Linked DNA regions of Mus musculus: region 2 is linked to region 1. The links are chromatin contacts, called in public HiChIP or PLAC-seq maps. All regions are on one chromosome and are shown on one strand. Each heading gives the region's core, a stretch centred on a gene start, on an enhancer-like site or on the middle of the called end of the contact. The rest is flanking DNA. Distances are from core to core; before and after follow the strand shown.

The links. HiChIP or PLAC-seq counts read pairs in DNA pulled down with a chosen protein or histone mark.
Region 2: an H3K27ac HiChIP or PLAC-seq map of extraembryonic endoderm stem cells shows a contact between it and region 1. The contact joins the enhancer-like site here to the promoter of Sertad2 in region 1. A contact is called at or near these places in 1 of 39 promoter capture datasets (erythroid cells), 1 of 15 datasets of contacts at CTCF or cohesin (the NIH/3T3 cell line), 10 of 484 Hi-C or Micro-C datasets (the AML12 cell line, the HPC-5 cell line, the N1E-115 cell line and 7 more), 6 of 115 datasets of contacts at active chromatin or transcription factors (the HPC-7 cell line, embryonic stem cells, extraembryonic endoderm stem cells and 2 more) and 3 of 9 other capture datasets (adipose tissue, liver and pancreatic islet).

What each region holds. Positions count from the first base shown.
Region 1 is chr11:20,629,317-20,636,367 of GRCm38.p6, forward strand. Sertad2 (SERTA domain containing 2) reads left to right here and starts at 2,661. Exons shown (of 2, transcript NM_001038625.1): 1 at 2,661-2,957.
Region 2 is chr11:20,675,809-20,682,859 of GRCm38.p6, forward strand. No RefSeq gene overlaps it. Among named protein-coding and RNA genes, the nearest start is that of Sertad2, 47 kb to the left of the region's middle. Within about 2 kb of position 2,508, at least 3 of the 459 cell types and tissues checked have an H3K27ac peak or open chromatin away from gene starts, as enhancers often do. A contact at or near this core is called in extraembryonic endoderm stem cells, where this site is marked.

The DNA of each region.
Region 1 (7,051 bases), core at 1,411-3,910:
TACCTTTACTCCCTGCAGAGGTGGGAGGCGGGGGCGGGGCGGGTTGCGGGGGCAGGGGAAGGCCAACTTGGTCTACATAGTTCCAGGACAGATGGAGCTATGAAAAGAGAGCCTGTTTCAAAGTAAAAGCCTTCAGTCTTTGAGTATACCTCAAAAGTTCAGGGAAGGTGCCCTGAAGAGATGGTACCGCAGTTAAGAATACTTACTGCACTTGTAGAGGACCCCAGATTGGTTCCCACCACCACAGGCGCTCACAGTATTCTGTAACTCCTGTTCCAGAGGATCTAGCACCCTCTCTGGCCTCCATAGGACCAGAGCATGCACATGGTTCCCAGATACACCCTTACTCGTAAAGTTTTTGTTTTTGTTTTTAAGTACAGGGCGATCTTCCTTTATCTTTAAACGTCTCAGATTAGGCAGGATTGGCTAGATTGCTGTGCCTGGCGAGAAGGAGCAGGGAGACAGAAGTACCTGATGTTGGACCACACTGGCAGCTGTTGACGCTGCCACTTCACACTTTGACTAATTGGTCAGATATACCAGATTCTAGAAGTTGGTTAAGTGAAATTGTAACTCATGCACTGATAAGCCTCTAAGTCTTCAAAAATAGAACTGTGCGATATCTCACCCCAGAAGCAACTCTGGGCTGCTTTCCTCAGAACTCAGACTTTTAGGTAAGCATACATAGAACATAGACTTCAGACAACATGTGTTCGTTCTGTTGACACACTAAGATGTTATTTTAATTTTGGCTTTCCTTTTGTGCAGGAACACTGTATTTGGGTAGCCATTTGTTAAAAAATATCCAAGTGTCATAAAATTCTGTGTCTTTTTGCAAACTTCAATTCATGAATAACAGTTTCAATTCATTTTAAATTCAACAGAACTAAATACCTCTGGCCTCCCACAAAGACATCACAGGAAGATTATTGTAGCTACTATTTCAATGGCGGTTTCTTAAAGTGAGCACTCAAAGTCTAAGTGAGTGGGTAATTAGAGCCAGGAGGGGTTAGTGCTGTCTCCAAATGCAGAACTCTAGAAATGAAAACCATCTTGGCTCTCCAGCAAAATGTGTGAAAGTTTATGCCACTGAGCAAGACCTCATACTCTATGCGATGCCATTTTGTGCTATTATAATGACTTGCCAGAGAGATATACAATTAGCTGATATTGGTTATACCTCATGAAACATGTATATGAGATTTTGATAATGCCAAGGATTTGCTAAAAACAAACAGCAACAACAACAAAAACCTTTTTACTTCTCTAATTAATAAAACCTGACATTGTCTCCTTTACCGTTTAGCACACATCATAATAATAATTATTATAATTATTAGAGACACATTCTCACTATTTAGTCCTGGCTGGCCTACAACTGCCTATGTAGACCAGGCTGACCTTGAACTAAGAGAGATCTGCCTGCCTCTTCCTACCTAGTGTAGGGGTCCTACAACTGGTGATGGCTCATATTTAATTTTGATAGGATCATCAACTCGATTGATAACAAATCATTACAGAACAGTTTGAGTTGGAATAAATTTGTCTTGATGTTTAAGACCTTTATGTTAGGTCTTAAAGCTTTATTGTCCTTAAATACAACTAGTGTCATGGACCATTAAACAGCAAAGTGGTCTGAAGAGAAATTATTGATTGGAGTGGCAGCCAAAATTTTAAAGTGCCTGAATTTCTTTTGTAATATCTTTATGTAGAATGCATATGCCATTTTAAAGGTAATGATAAATGTTCCTGTTGAGCTGTCCCTGGCCTCTTAGTTCTCTTAAATTCGAACCACTTAGGCACATGCTAATACTAAGGACAATATAAAGCTCCTTGCTAAGTTTGAGTAGTTAAAAACATTAAGGATTTTTTGTTGTTTTGGGGTTTTTTGTTTTTTGTTTTTTAAATGGGAAAGATAAGGCTATCAGCGTGAAACTTGTGGGCAGAGGACCACGCCTCCAGTTCCCTGTGTTCTCCAAGCGTGGTCTCCCTCTGGTTGGCTGCATGGTCTCCATAAAGGATGCAACTCTGGTATGTCCGACCGACTCCAAAGGTACTAGTTGGTGACTCATTTCAACTTCTGTCGTCAGCTCCACACGGAGCCCTTGGCCCCTCCCCCCATTCCCATATCTCCGAGGGCCATTGGTGGACCCTATCCTCCCGCCAGCCGGCCCAAGTGGCCAAATAGCTCGGATGCCTGTCATATTTGTGGTCGCGCTCCTCTGCGGACTGTGCCAGCGCTGCCGTCTTTGTCATCACCCACTCTGTCATGTCTGTTTTCCAGTATGTGGGGGCCATTAGTGGTAGTAGTGGCGGTCCGGCTTGGGCGCTCCCATTTCTACCTCTCCTATTTAGCTTTCAGTCCACAGAAGAGGCTGCATAAGCTTGGTGTCTGTCCGCCGCTTCCTGAGAGTTCACCCTGAGGGAATCTGCATTTATGGCACTTGGGCGGGCCCGGGGCGGGCCCTGCGAAGCTGAGGCGGGTCCGGACCGGCTGGAGGCGGGGCCTACGGAGATCTGGACCTGAAGGCACGGGTGGGCGGGACCTATAGTAGGAGGTGGGAGGGGCAGGGTGGGGCCTATACTGCAGGGGCGGGGCTGGTGGGGCGGGGCCCGGCCAGGCAGGGGGTGGGGCCTACGGGGCCTGGCCGGAGCTCGCCAGAGGCTCGCAGGCGGACGTCACTCCCGCACGGCGAGTGCTGGAGCACGAGCTGTACCTCTCTCGGCCCGGGCGTCCACTCCGCCCGCCTCCTGCTTCCTCCAGGCTGCCCGCCGCCTCCACCATTGTATAATGTTCCCGACTCGCAAGCAGAGGACGCCGGAGTCGTAGCTCCGGCCTCGCCGAGCTCCCTGCTACCGTCGGCCCCGCGGCGGGGGCGCCCCGCATGGAGCGGGCATAGCTTGAGGGGTGGGCGGAAACCCCTCCGATGCGTTAGCTCCTGGTGGACCTGCTTGTGGTGAGTTCCGGGCCGAGCTGGAGGCTCCCCGGGGTTGGGCTCCGGCGGGCGAGGGGCGGTGCTGGGCTGGGCCAGGCGGGAGCCCAAGGCAGCGGAGGCCGGACCGGGCAGGTTGGGGAGCACCCGCTGGCCGCCTGGAGACCCCGACTGTCACGACCTGGGGCGGGGTCCGGGCGGCAGGGGCCCGGAGCTTTTGCCGTCACAGCTGGTGTGTGTGTGTGTGTGTGAGTGTGTGTGTGTGTGTGTGTGCGCGCGCGCGCGCGCTCGCTGTGGTGGCTCTGGTGCTGAGAACGTGCGAGACTTTTTTTTTTTTTTAAAGATTCCGGTTGCTGGCAGGGAGGCTGCTTCACTTTTGAGTTCCGTGTCTGGGTTTGCATCCAACTTGCTATATTGTGTTTCGAGAGTTTCCCGGTGGTTTTGCGTTAAAACAGTTCTCTTCACCCTCTTTTCTTCCGTGCCCAAGTGAATTGATTTTGGATCCAAATGTTTATTAAACTTAATGCCTTCCTGGTTTTTAAATTAGAAATCTACAAGTCATCTTGGTGTTAACCGCCTATGACGGGGCAGAGGGGGGGCGGTGCTGAGGGGAGCCAGCTGTCCCGACGCGTAGACTTTGTACCATTGACACTGGGCACTTCAGAGGACCATTGCGTCGAGAGAAAGTACTGAATTGTTCATATTTTTCTTAACTATAAATTGTCTTAGCTTTAGCCGGAATGGTAGCAAATCAGTAGAGTTGAAAATTGAATTGTAAGTTTCGCAAAGCAGTGAGACTGTTTTAGAATAACTTTTTGCTCGCATCTAGGTAGTTTCAGGAGTAGAAAGTCGGTTTTGCAGGCACTGAGTGGAGGGCAGTCAGCAGGGACAGACTCAGAAACGGCAGATTTTATTTAAGTAGAATCAGTCAAACCCTAGCTGGCTTTCAGGAACAGTCGTTGTTTTCAAGCTTTGTTCTTGAAACGTGCTTTTGAATTCCTAGTATTTGTTAAGAAGTGTTCAGAACCTATGGAAAAGGGCCTGGAGGTTGTAGTCACCAGTAGGATGGCCCAGGCCCTAACTGTTCAGAATTGCTTTTTGTAATTTTTGTGACTGGCAGGAATGAGGTGGGCCTGGGCTCCACTTAACCTCCTGGAAGGCTCCACACCAGAGAGCCCTGGGTCTGCTGCTGGGTTAGTTGCTTACCCAGTGGCTACTTCACCAGAGCCCTTTAATATCATAGTATCCCGATTTGAGGGTGAAGTTATTAAGATTTCAACTCTGGCATGAGCAAGAATAATTGTGGATCTTTACTTTCCTGATAATTTTATAAAAATTTCCTTTATTTGAAAATACACATTGCTGGCCTGGGTTGTGCTGGCATACACTTACAATCCTAGCACTAGTGGATCTGTAGGAACTCAAGACTAGCTTGGTCTACACAGTGAACTCAGGGCCATCCAGTGATTGTGTTCAGGTTAGGAAGGGTTTAAAATGATGTCTTTCCTCTCCTAATTAAAATACGTTCAACTGTTATGTATGCTTCGTGGACTTGGTAGCTCACCTTCCCTCCCTCTCCACCCAGGTCTGTTCCTTACTTTATTTCAACAGGTAGGGACTCACATTTTATAGTAACTCACTGTGTAGCAGGAGGTGTCCTAGGAATAGTTTTATTGTCATGCAAGTGTCACAGACTGGTAGGTAACAGCTGCTCAGGCCAGCTTCTGATAAAAGAACTGAGAAAAGAGTTAGACTCAGATTTAGAAACTCTCGCCCATTGCTGAGTTACCCTACATAACAGCTTTTTAAATTTAATTAAGGAACAGAAATAGAAATTTATCCAGTTACCACAACTAAACAAAGTGGACATGACAAACAAGCATAGTTTTTTTTGTTTGTTGTTTTTAAGTCACTTAAATTTACCAGTGATAGCTGACCCTTATTGGGGGGGAGGGCGCATTTTAAACAGTACTCCCATGGTAAAGTAAAAGTTACATAGCTCTAGCGTGCCTTACTTAAAATGTTCCACTCTAGAAACTAAGAACCGTAGTAAGATCTGCACCATTTTACAGCCTCCTTTTGCTGTGGTTTCTTATTAAAGAACAATAGGAAAAGCATGAGCAGTTAGTTTGGATTTCCAAGACAGGGTTTCTCTGTGTAGCCCTGGCGGTCCTGGAACTCACTCTGTAGGCCAGTCTGGCCTCGAACTCAGAGATTGGCCTGCCTCTGCCTCCCATGTGCTGGGATTAAGGGCACTGTTCAGCCAAAGTATGAGTTTTAATTTTATTCATGTTTTCAAAATGAAAATCACTTAGCCAAAATTATTTAGATAAGCCTGGTATTTAGAAGGGTGAACTTGAGTACACTTAGAGCATTTCCTACACTTAGCAGTTGTGGATGTTTTTATTTATTGTCTTTGCATATTGTATAGAGTGACAGTGCTAGTCAGTGAGGGGGGGAGGGATTGGTGGGGAGTTTCTGATTGTTTAGTCCAAAGGTCAGACCTATGCTGAAGATACCAGAGGCCCAGCTTCAGTTTAAGTGAGAACGGCTTGGTACTGAGAGCAGTGCCAGCCTTCACACACCTTCCTTTTATAGATTTATTTTTTAGTGTTATATTTCTGAGGGAGGGGATTCATGTGGCATTAGAGGACAACTTTGTGGAATCTGCTTTCCTTCCAGCTTTTACATGGGCTCTGGGGATTTGACTTGGTTCTCCATGCTTGAGTGGCAAGCACTGTTACTGTCTGAGCTATCTCTCAGGCCCCTTTTCTGACTGGAAACACACACATGAAATTTACAAGTGCTGTGGCCATTGTATGTGTACAAGTAATGCATTTTTCTACCTGCCACTAATAAGTACTAATTAAACATTTGGTAGAAATGTATAAACTGTGACTTCTGTTTTTAAAGTGTCTGATTATTTAATTTGATTTTGATATTTTAGAAAAACAACTGACCAAACTTGGGCTGTTTTTTAAAGAAAAAAAAAATGTTGTCTTAAGTAGTCAGTGTAGTTAGTAGTATTAAAGGCAAACTTGTGTCCTGTACAAATACTGGGAAACCCTTATGAACAGAGCAGTACCCCGCGCATCCATCACTCATTGTGTGGGGCTATGTCTTTCTCCATTAGCACTGCCTAGCAGTTCATTCTTTGTATGACTCTGTGAATGGCATATGTCAGCCAAAGAAGCCGGCATTCCTATTCTGAGTAGTAAATAGACTCTTTGTTGTTGGTGCTTCCCCCGCCCCCAAAGATCATGAGACAAAAACATGTTTGGCTGTCTAAAAATTTTCTTTGGAAAATGTATAAATTACATTTCAAGATAAAAGCAGCATAATATCTTTTAAAATGCATGATTTCTGTTAGGGCAATCTTCTGTCTGTCTGAACTCAACTGAAAGTACTTGCTATCATTCGATGAAGCACTGTGGTTTTATAGCTCTGTTGTAGAACGCTGTCACCTACGCTGCCTTTGCCCCATTGCAGTTTTCAGTTAAGAGTGGAGTTGCCTGGCCTCTCACACCCAAGGCAGTCCCATGGACTGTGCTGTGGGTACGTGGGGGTGGGGGCTGGAGGGAGATGGAGGACGGAGCAGCAGCAAGCTGTGCAACTGCTAGAGCCAGTCTGACTAGTTTAAGGTGCCCAAAGGCAGCTTTGTTTCTCCAGTGACTCTAAGTAGCAGCAAACTTAAGGTCTTAAACTCATTCACATCTGCAATACTACCATTGTCTCTCTGCAAACAACTGGAGCTTTGCAGGTCTCCTAATTGATCGAAGCTTTTCTTTTTTACCTTTCAAACCCTTCATTAACCGACTGAGAAGAAGCCACTAAACCACACTTTTTTTTTTCCTTCTAAGGAGTTTTACTTCAAATAGTGAAGGGAAAGGGGTCCTGACTCTAGGACTCAGTCCTGTGATTACAGTGGGCTTGGTAAACCTGGTGGCCACATGAAAGGCCCTCACTGCAGAGCCACCTTCTAGCCCTTTGCTCTCCTCTGCCTAACTGCTTATCACTTCAGCCCATGCTGCTCCTGAGCGTGGAGTAGACTGCTGGAGCACCCCACCCTGTGTTGAGAAGCATTGCCCAAGATAGACTCTGAGAATCCCAAAGTCCCA
Region 2 (7,051 bases), core at 1,258-3,757, 46 kb after region 1:
TGACACAGATTTTGTTGGTCCGGGTGTTTGTTTGTTTGTTTTTCCTTTTTTCTTTTGAAATCATCTTTTGGGGAGAAGGAAAAATCTGTCACAAACTCTGTCAGGAAGTGGATGGAGGCCTCAGACCCTGTCTCTAAAAAGGTCCTGGAAACATTGCCAATGGTTTCAGGAGGTTGCGCCCTAAACTCAGCCATGACGAGAAGCCCCAATTTTGCTATTACATGTCACACATCAAAAGAGAAGCTAGCCTTTCTCCTTCCTTTGCCAGTATGTGATAGCACATACATGGTCTGTCCTCGCCGGTCCCCTGGCTCAGGGTCTACCCTGAGTCATGGTCCCTGGTGAGGTGCTGGGCACCGCAACACCTGTTCAGCATTTGAGGGTAAAGAAGAAAAGGAAAGGGACACCAATGCAACTTTAAAAATCCAGACAAAAGGACCCTTCCACACACAGCTCACAGGCACCTTCTTTCTGAGCTGGATTACAGGCTGTCTGTGGCTGAGAGGTCGGGGCTCACCGGAATGAGGACGAGGGAGAAGAGGGCGGGGTGCTTGGGGCACCAGACAGCATACTGAGAACTTTATTGTTATTTATTTATTTATTCACTTCACATTCGGACTGCAGCCTCCCCCTCTCTTCTCAGTCTCCTCCTATACAACCTCTCCCCTCCCCTTCTCCTTGAAAAGGGGGCACCCTACCGGGTATCAGCCCACCTTGGCACATCAGATCACTGCAGGAGTGGGCATATCTTCTCTCACTGAGGCAGATAAGGCAGACTAGGGGGCAGGATCCACAGGCAGGAGCTTCATTGTTAACCTATGGGTATCCCCAGCTTAACATGAGGTATAGTTTTAAGTCATGTGAGTAATCCCAGCACACAGAAGAGTGAAGCAGGAGGGTGATGGCAAGTTCAAGGCCAACCTGAGCTACAGAGTGACTCTTTCTCAACCTAAGCCAATCCCATGTCTGTTAAGTATAGTTTCAGAATTTTGCCCTGTGTTCCTGGGAAGATGGTCAGGGCTGATTTCAAACAGTATGTTTGCTGGGGGTCAGCTGTGTGCTTGCCATTGGAGTAGGGGCTGCAGGCACCATCCATTCCTTCACCCGAGTTCCTCAGGTTCCTCCTGTGTGGGGCACGTTCTAGGCACTGGGGTGTGGCAGTGACCAGGGCAACAGGGGTCCTGTCCTGATGATGTCTATAGTGTTGGCAGGAGAACAGAGAAGAAAATGATAGAGACACATGGACTGTAGTGTGAGCCAAAGGAGAGAGACAGTAAGCTGGGGTCCAGAGGATGGAGGCACCATCTTAGATAGTGTGCAGGGGGAGGCTGTCCAAAGAGGTGAGGGTCAGAGCTGTATGGAGGGATGGAGAGGCCGAGGCAGGACCAGAAGGCTTTCCAGAAGGCTGCCAGCTCTGCTTTTCCAGTCAGTCCAGCAGGAGTGATGGCCCTCAGAATCAGTTCCTGCTGCAGAGGTCTCTGGATGACAAGGTGGCTGAACACTGTCAGAGGAGATACAGGGAGCCAAAGGACAAGCTATATGACACCAGAAGGAGACAATCAGATAAATCCTAGATGTGGGCTAGCCCACAGAACAACTGGCTGGTGTCTTAAAGAGATCGTGAGTAGGAATGGAGACCAGGTCAGATTCAAACAAACACAGAACCAAATGGGATGTACAATCCTCCAGAAGACATAACAGGTCTGCTAAAAGATGCCTTTCTATTCAAGCTTGGGAGATTGGACTTCAGTTGGAATGAAGGAACTGTTGCCTCTCTTAGGTGTAAGGACAGTGTGCGATCAGGGAAGAGATGGAGCTAAGTTAGGTTTGTGATTGATGATGACCATAATTTATTCTGAAAAGCTCAGCCACGTAAGTAAATGAAGGTTTGAGATGTAGCTCTCAGGAGGAGAAGGGCAGCCTTCTTGGGCTGGCCAGGCAGCAGATTTTGGCAAACCCTGAAGTATGCCCTCTTTGGATAGGGAATGTGCTCTGCCACACATAGTAGGTGTCTGATAACATGTGAATGAGTACACATATGGAGGCCTTGTTGGGATTCATTTCCAAGGATGGTCTATGGCTGAGCACACTCTTCCACCTTTAAGTTTACCAGGCATTGGTCACCATCAGACAGTTAAGAATGCTGGGTTGTTGTCAAGGCCCATTAAGTTTGGAAGTGCCGAGGAGTGTTCTTAATAGTCCCTCTGGATTCCAGATATGTTGAGCCTTCAGGCCATCCTGGTCACAAGCAGCTGGCATGCTGGTGCCTCCAGATTTGCTTCTGTCAAGTCAACTCAATGGAAACAGTGTCCTCTACAGTGACACCTAACATTCCTGGAGCTCTCAGCATTTCCGAATGTCATGTTACGTGTGTGACATGAGCTCTGTGGCCCCAATGCTCATGTCCTTCCAGATTCATAGAGAAACCTAAACCACGCTCCTGTTAGCAGCTGAGGCTTCAGGGAGTGGATAACATTGTTAGGGCAGAGTCATCAAGATAGGATTAGGGTCCTATTGAAAGAGGCCTGGGAGCCCTTGCTGCCTTTCGGCTTGTGAGGAGCCAGCACGAAGACAGTATCTACAAGGGAGGGGTGGATTTTGCCAGACATGGAGTCCACTGGAAACTTCTCTTGGAATTCTCACCTCTGGAACTGTGAACAACCAATGTGTGTTTGTAAGGTACTTCACATAAGATAGTGAGGTCTTGCTCATGAGCCCTCCTAGGAAAGCCATTTGGGTGATTTTTCTTTGTGCTCCATTTTGATGACTGGTCTGTGGTCTCAATGGTTTATGGCAGGCTTCTGATGTGGCTCCTTCCCTCTCTCTTCTAGAAGCAGCATCCAGGCCATGCTCACATTACCGAAGGCTCAGGATCCTTTCTGTCTTGGGTCAGGTGCCTGCTTGTGGGCCAGAACCTAGGGAAGCCTGAGGTAGCAGGGTCTGCCAGTTGCCTCTGATGTGGGGATGGGTTGCAGCCAGGCCTGCTCTGAGTTTCCTCCCTGCCACATGTTGGATTATTATAAAACAATAGCTCATGTTCTTTCTTTCATCATCCAACACTGGTAGATTGGCTAACATGACCGTTTATAGAAGCGCTTGGGAAGAAGTCAGCCCTGTGGAGATGGTACCATGGTGGCAGATACTCGCTTTCAGTAGAGGGCAGGTAGGTTTACTACAGTTCTCTGCCAGCACCTGCAGCCTTGCAGGCTACCTTTTCTGTCTCGGCCCCAACAGTGTTGGGCTGCCAACTCTTTTCCTGTTTTCCCGTTGGTTGAAGCTGAAATACCAGCTGTTCCTGGTGGGCTGTGTCCAGATTTTCTACCCTGAATGTATAATGTATCCTTTCAACAGGTGTCTGTGACACAGGACCAGTGTAGTCCTGTCTGCCTCACAGATGTCAATCTTTAGCCACAAAACAAAACAACACAACCTGGGGCAGGAAAGAAGTGTCTGGATTTCAGTGTGAGTTGAGTCAGGGGCATTCTTTTTCTAAAATCTACACCACCAACACTGAAGGAAGACACTGTCTTCCTTGCTCTAACCAATGTCCGTTAGGACTGGGGACTCAGTAAGGTGATGTCATACATAGAGGGGCATAGATGGGTGACGAGCTGGAGGGTGGGGAAAGGCTTGGGCTCATCTGTGAGCCAGAATAAAAACAGACAGCAAGTAAGGGCTGCTGGATGGGGCAGCTCCCTCCTGGCGGCAGGGGAGCCACTCTAGGGTCAGGATGGGAAGCCCCAGTTTCAGAATGGCAAAGTCAGGGTCAACCCTCACCCTGCTTGTTTGTATTGCCAGCACAAATGCAGAAGGAAGTCCCACTTGGAGTAACAGAGGAGTGGGAAAGTAACTTTAAGGTGCTGGGAGCCAGTGGGTTTCTGCAGTCTGTGTTGTCAGCCTTGGGAACCCATCTGTGTCATCTAGAGTTTAATGGCTCTGTTATCATGTCTACCAGTGCCCACCTTCAAGAATCCCAAGCTTTGGGGATCCAAGAACTGTATAGCTGTGAGCCATGCTTGGCCTGGTCAGGGACTAAGAAGGGTCCTAACTGATTTCCCATGAGTAGCCCTCAGGGCACCCTCTGAGGACCAGTCTAAACGGATGGTACCCAGGTCTAAACGGATGGTACCCAGGTCTAAACGGATGGTACCCAGGTCTAAACGGATGGTGCCTAGGTCTAAACAGATGGTACCCAGGTCTAAATGGATGGTACCCAGGTCTGGAGAACTGGTACAGAGCTGGTGTCCTAGGGTTTCTCTTGCTGTCATAAAATACCATGAACAAAAGCAACTTGGTGGGGAAAGTGTTTATTTTACTTATAGTTCTACCTTGCAGTCTATCAGTGGGGTGGGGTTGGGGAAATCAGGACAGGATCCTAGAGGCAGGAGTTGATGCAGAGGCCATGGAAGAATGCTGCTTACTGGTTTGCTTATCATGGCTTGTTCAGCCTGCCTTCTTATAGAACCCAGGACCACCAGCCCAGGGGATGGTACTGCCCACAGTGGGCTGGGCCCTCTTACAACAATCATCAATCAAGAAACTGCCCCACAAGCTTGCCCATAGGCCAGTCTAGGCCTAGCAGCATTTTCTCCAGTGAGGTTCTCTCTTCCCAGCTGACAAGTTTGTGTCAAGTAGATACAAAACTAGCCAACATATCCAGGGTTCTTGATGTTTGTTTTACTGTCTTGGGACAGGATCTCACTGTGTAACCCAGGCTAGCCAATAGCATTTGAGATCTTCCTGTCTCAGGACAACTTCTCCCCCATACCCTGAGCGCTGCTATTCTAGGTCTGCACCACACCACACCAATGGGAGCTGTGTGCGTTTATAAGCAGAACTGATGGTGTGGGCTCTGAGACAGTATGTCAGTAAGGGCTGTGATCTCCAACCCCACCCAGAGTTTTCCTACTGTTCATACAAACCCCAAAACAACCAGCACTGACGCCCAACGGCTGGGCATAGCTGGGTTGTCTTAGAGCCTGGAGAATCAAGTCGGTGACTGAATTAGACAGAGCTTGAGATCAGGGCTACACTATTTGCAGGCAGAGAAAATACAGTTTCTAGAAAGATTACTGCTGCTTCACTGACTGCCTGTGTGTTCAGTGTCATGTGGAGTCCAGGGGACTGACTTGAGCCAGACAGAACCCTGTCTGTCCTCAAGGAGCAAAGGCCCAGAGAGAACAGCACAGGTCGATCAGGAAGTGAGGTGGCTGGTGGCCTTACTTATTCCTCCGACAGTGTGACTGCCAGGCTCTGCGGTTGTCTGGATCTGGGAGAGCATACTGTCCTTTCTGGCTCGGTGGCCTTAGGGGGGAGTCATAGAATAGTTCCAGTTTTGGTGTCATCCCAAGGACAGGGGCTAGCACTGGTTAGAACTCTTGCACTAGTTGGTTTGGGGTCCCTGTGACAGTACTGGACAGAAACAACCTAAGAGAAGAAACATTGTTTTGGTTCAAGGTTCCAGAGGATTAAGCTCAGTATGTAGGAAAGATGTGGTACTTGTGGCTGTGGGAGTGTGTGCTAAAGGCCATTGAAATCACGGTGGCTCAGGAAGCAGAGAGGGAGAGACCAGGATACAATGTCTGAAGGCCCATTCTCAGTGACCTACTGCCCTACTTCTCACACTTCCCAGAGGTCCCAGACCTGCCAAGTTAGCACTGCACTTCTCAAATATGAGTTGGGGTGTGGTATGGTCTATTTCAGTTTCAAACCACGACAGTCTTTATTGTGACTAGTTTTATTTTAAGTGTTATGTGTTCAGAGGGTTTGCAAAGAACCCTGGGATGCTGAAGAGGCAGCTCTGTCCAGTGTGGGTGGCAGAGAGGTTTCCAGAGTTGCTGATGGTGGCAAATGAATGAGGAGACGTTTTCCTGGGTAAGGGACTGGTTTCAGCCAGCTGTTGGGACATTGGTAGCTCACGAAGAGGCTATCGTGTAGACAAGAGGCAGAACCCAGGTATGGGCAACCTGGTAAGGCTAAGACTTTCGTTCAGGGAGCTTCAGGAAGGACTTGCTAAAGGAAAAGAACATTCTACCAGCATAGTGGGGAGATGAGATTAGGAGGTTGAATGGTGGTCACATTAGATAAGTGGGCCTGGAGAGAGGAAGTGGTTGTGTAAGAAGTGGAATCAACAGGATTCTACATCCACAAGCTGAAGGTGAGGCAGGGGACTGGACAAGATTGAACACGGACAACACTAGTTGAGAGGGGGCCAAGCAAGGGCAGTATGTATGGGGCATGTGACGATTCAGACATGGTGCATTGGGCTTAAAGCTGGAGTCCTGGACCTCCAGTGAAGTTGGCCAGTGGCAGAAGAGACCGGTAGCCCAAGGAGGGGCCAGGAAAGGGCTCCCCCGAGAACCCTGGGGCTGGACTCCTTCTCTCATTTGATATTTTGAATCAGGATTTTACTGTGTGGTCCAGGTTGGTCTCAAATTTGAAATCTTCTTCCCTCTGCCTTTTGAGTGCTGGAATTGGAGGCATACACGCCATGTCTGATCTTTTGGAGGAATCCTTTCCCTTGAGGGACCTAGGGAGGAGATAGACTCACGTTAAAGACTAGAGTAACCAGCAACCCCATTCTGGGGTGGATGGGGGCTGGAGGCAGGAGGTGTCCTCCCTCTCATGCCTTGGCCCTTTTGGTCTTTGGTGATCCATGTTACTGACCCTCAGAGATAGTGATGGGAGAGAACCTTGGGGTCCCATTGAGGGATGTGAGGAGCTATGGGCACAGTTCATATGTCATTTGGAGTTTCAAGGCAACTGAAATCTATCACACATGCTAAAGGTGGCTTTAGCTCCCCGGAGGGGAGGAGGACACTGAACTGTTAAGGAGACAGTTATCCGTTCTCTTCTCCTGTCATCATCATCCTCATCCTTACTGACAGAATACTGACCCAGATAAATGATGAACATTATTGGCCAAGTGTTTACTGTGTGCCACAGGTGATGTGGATTCCCCCTCCCCCCCCCGCCGCCCCAAGCCTGAATGGATGCCATTTTATCCTTTGAATCTCTCTATATAGTCCAAACATTTCCTTATTTATGCTTC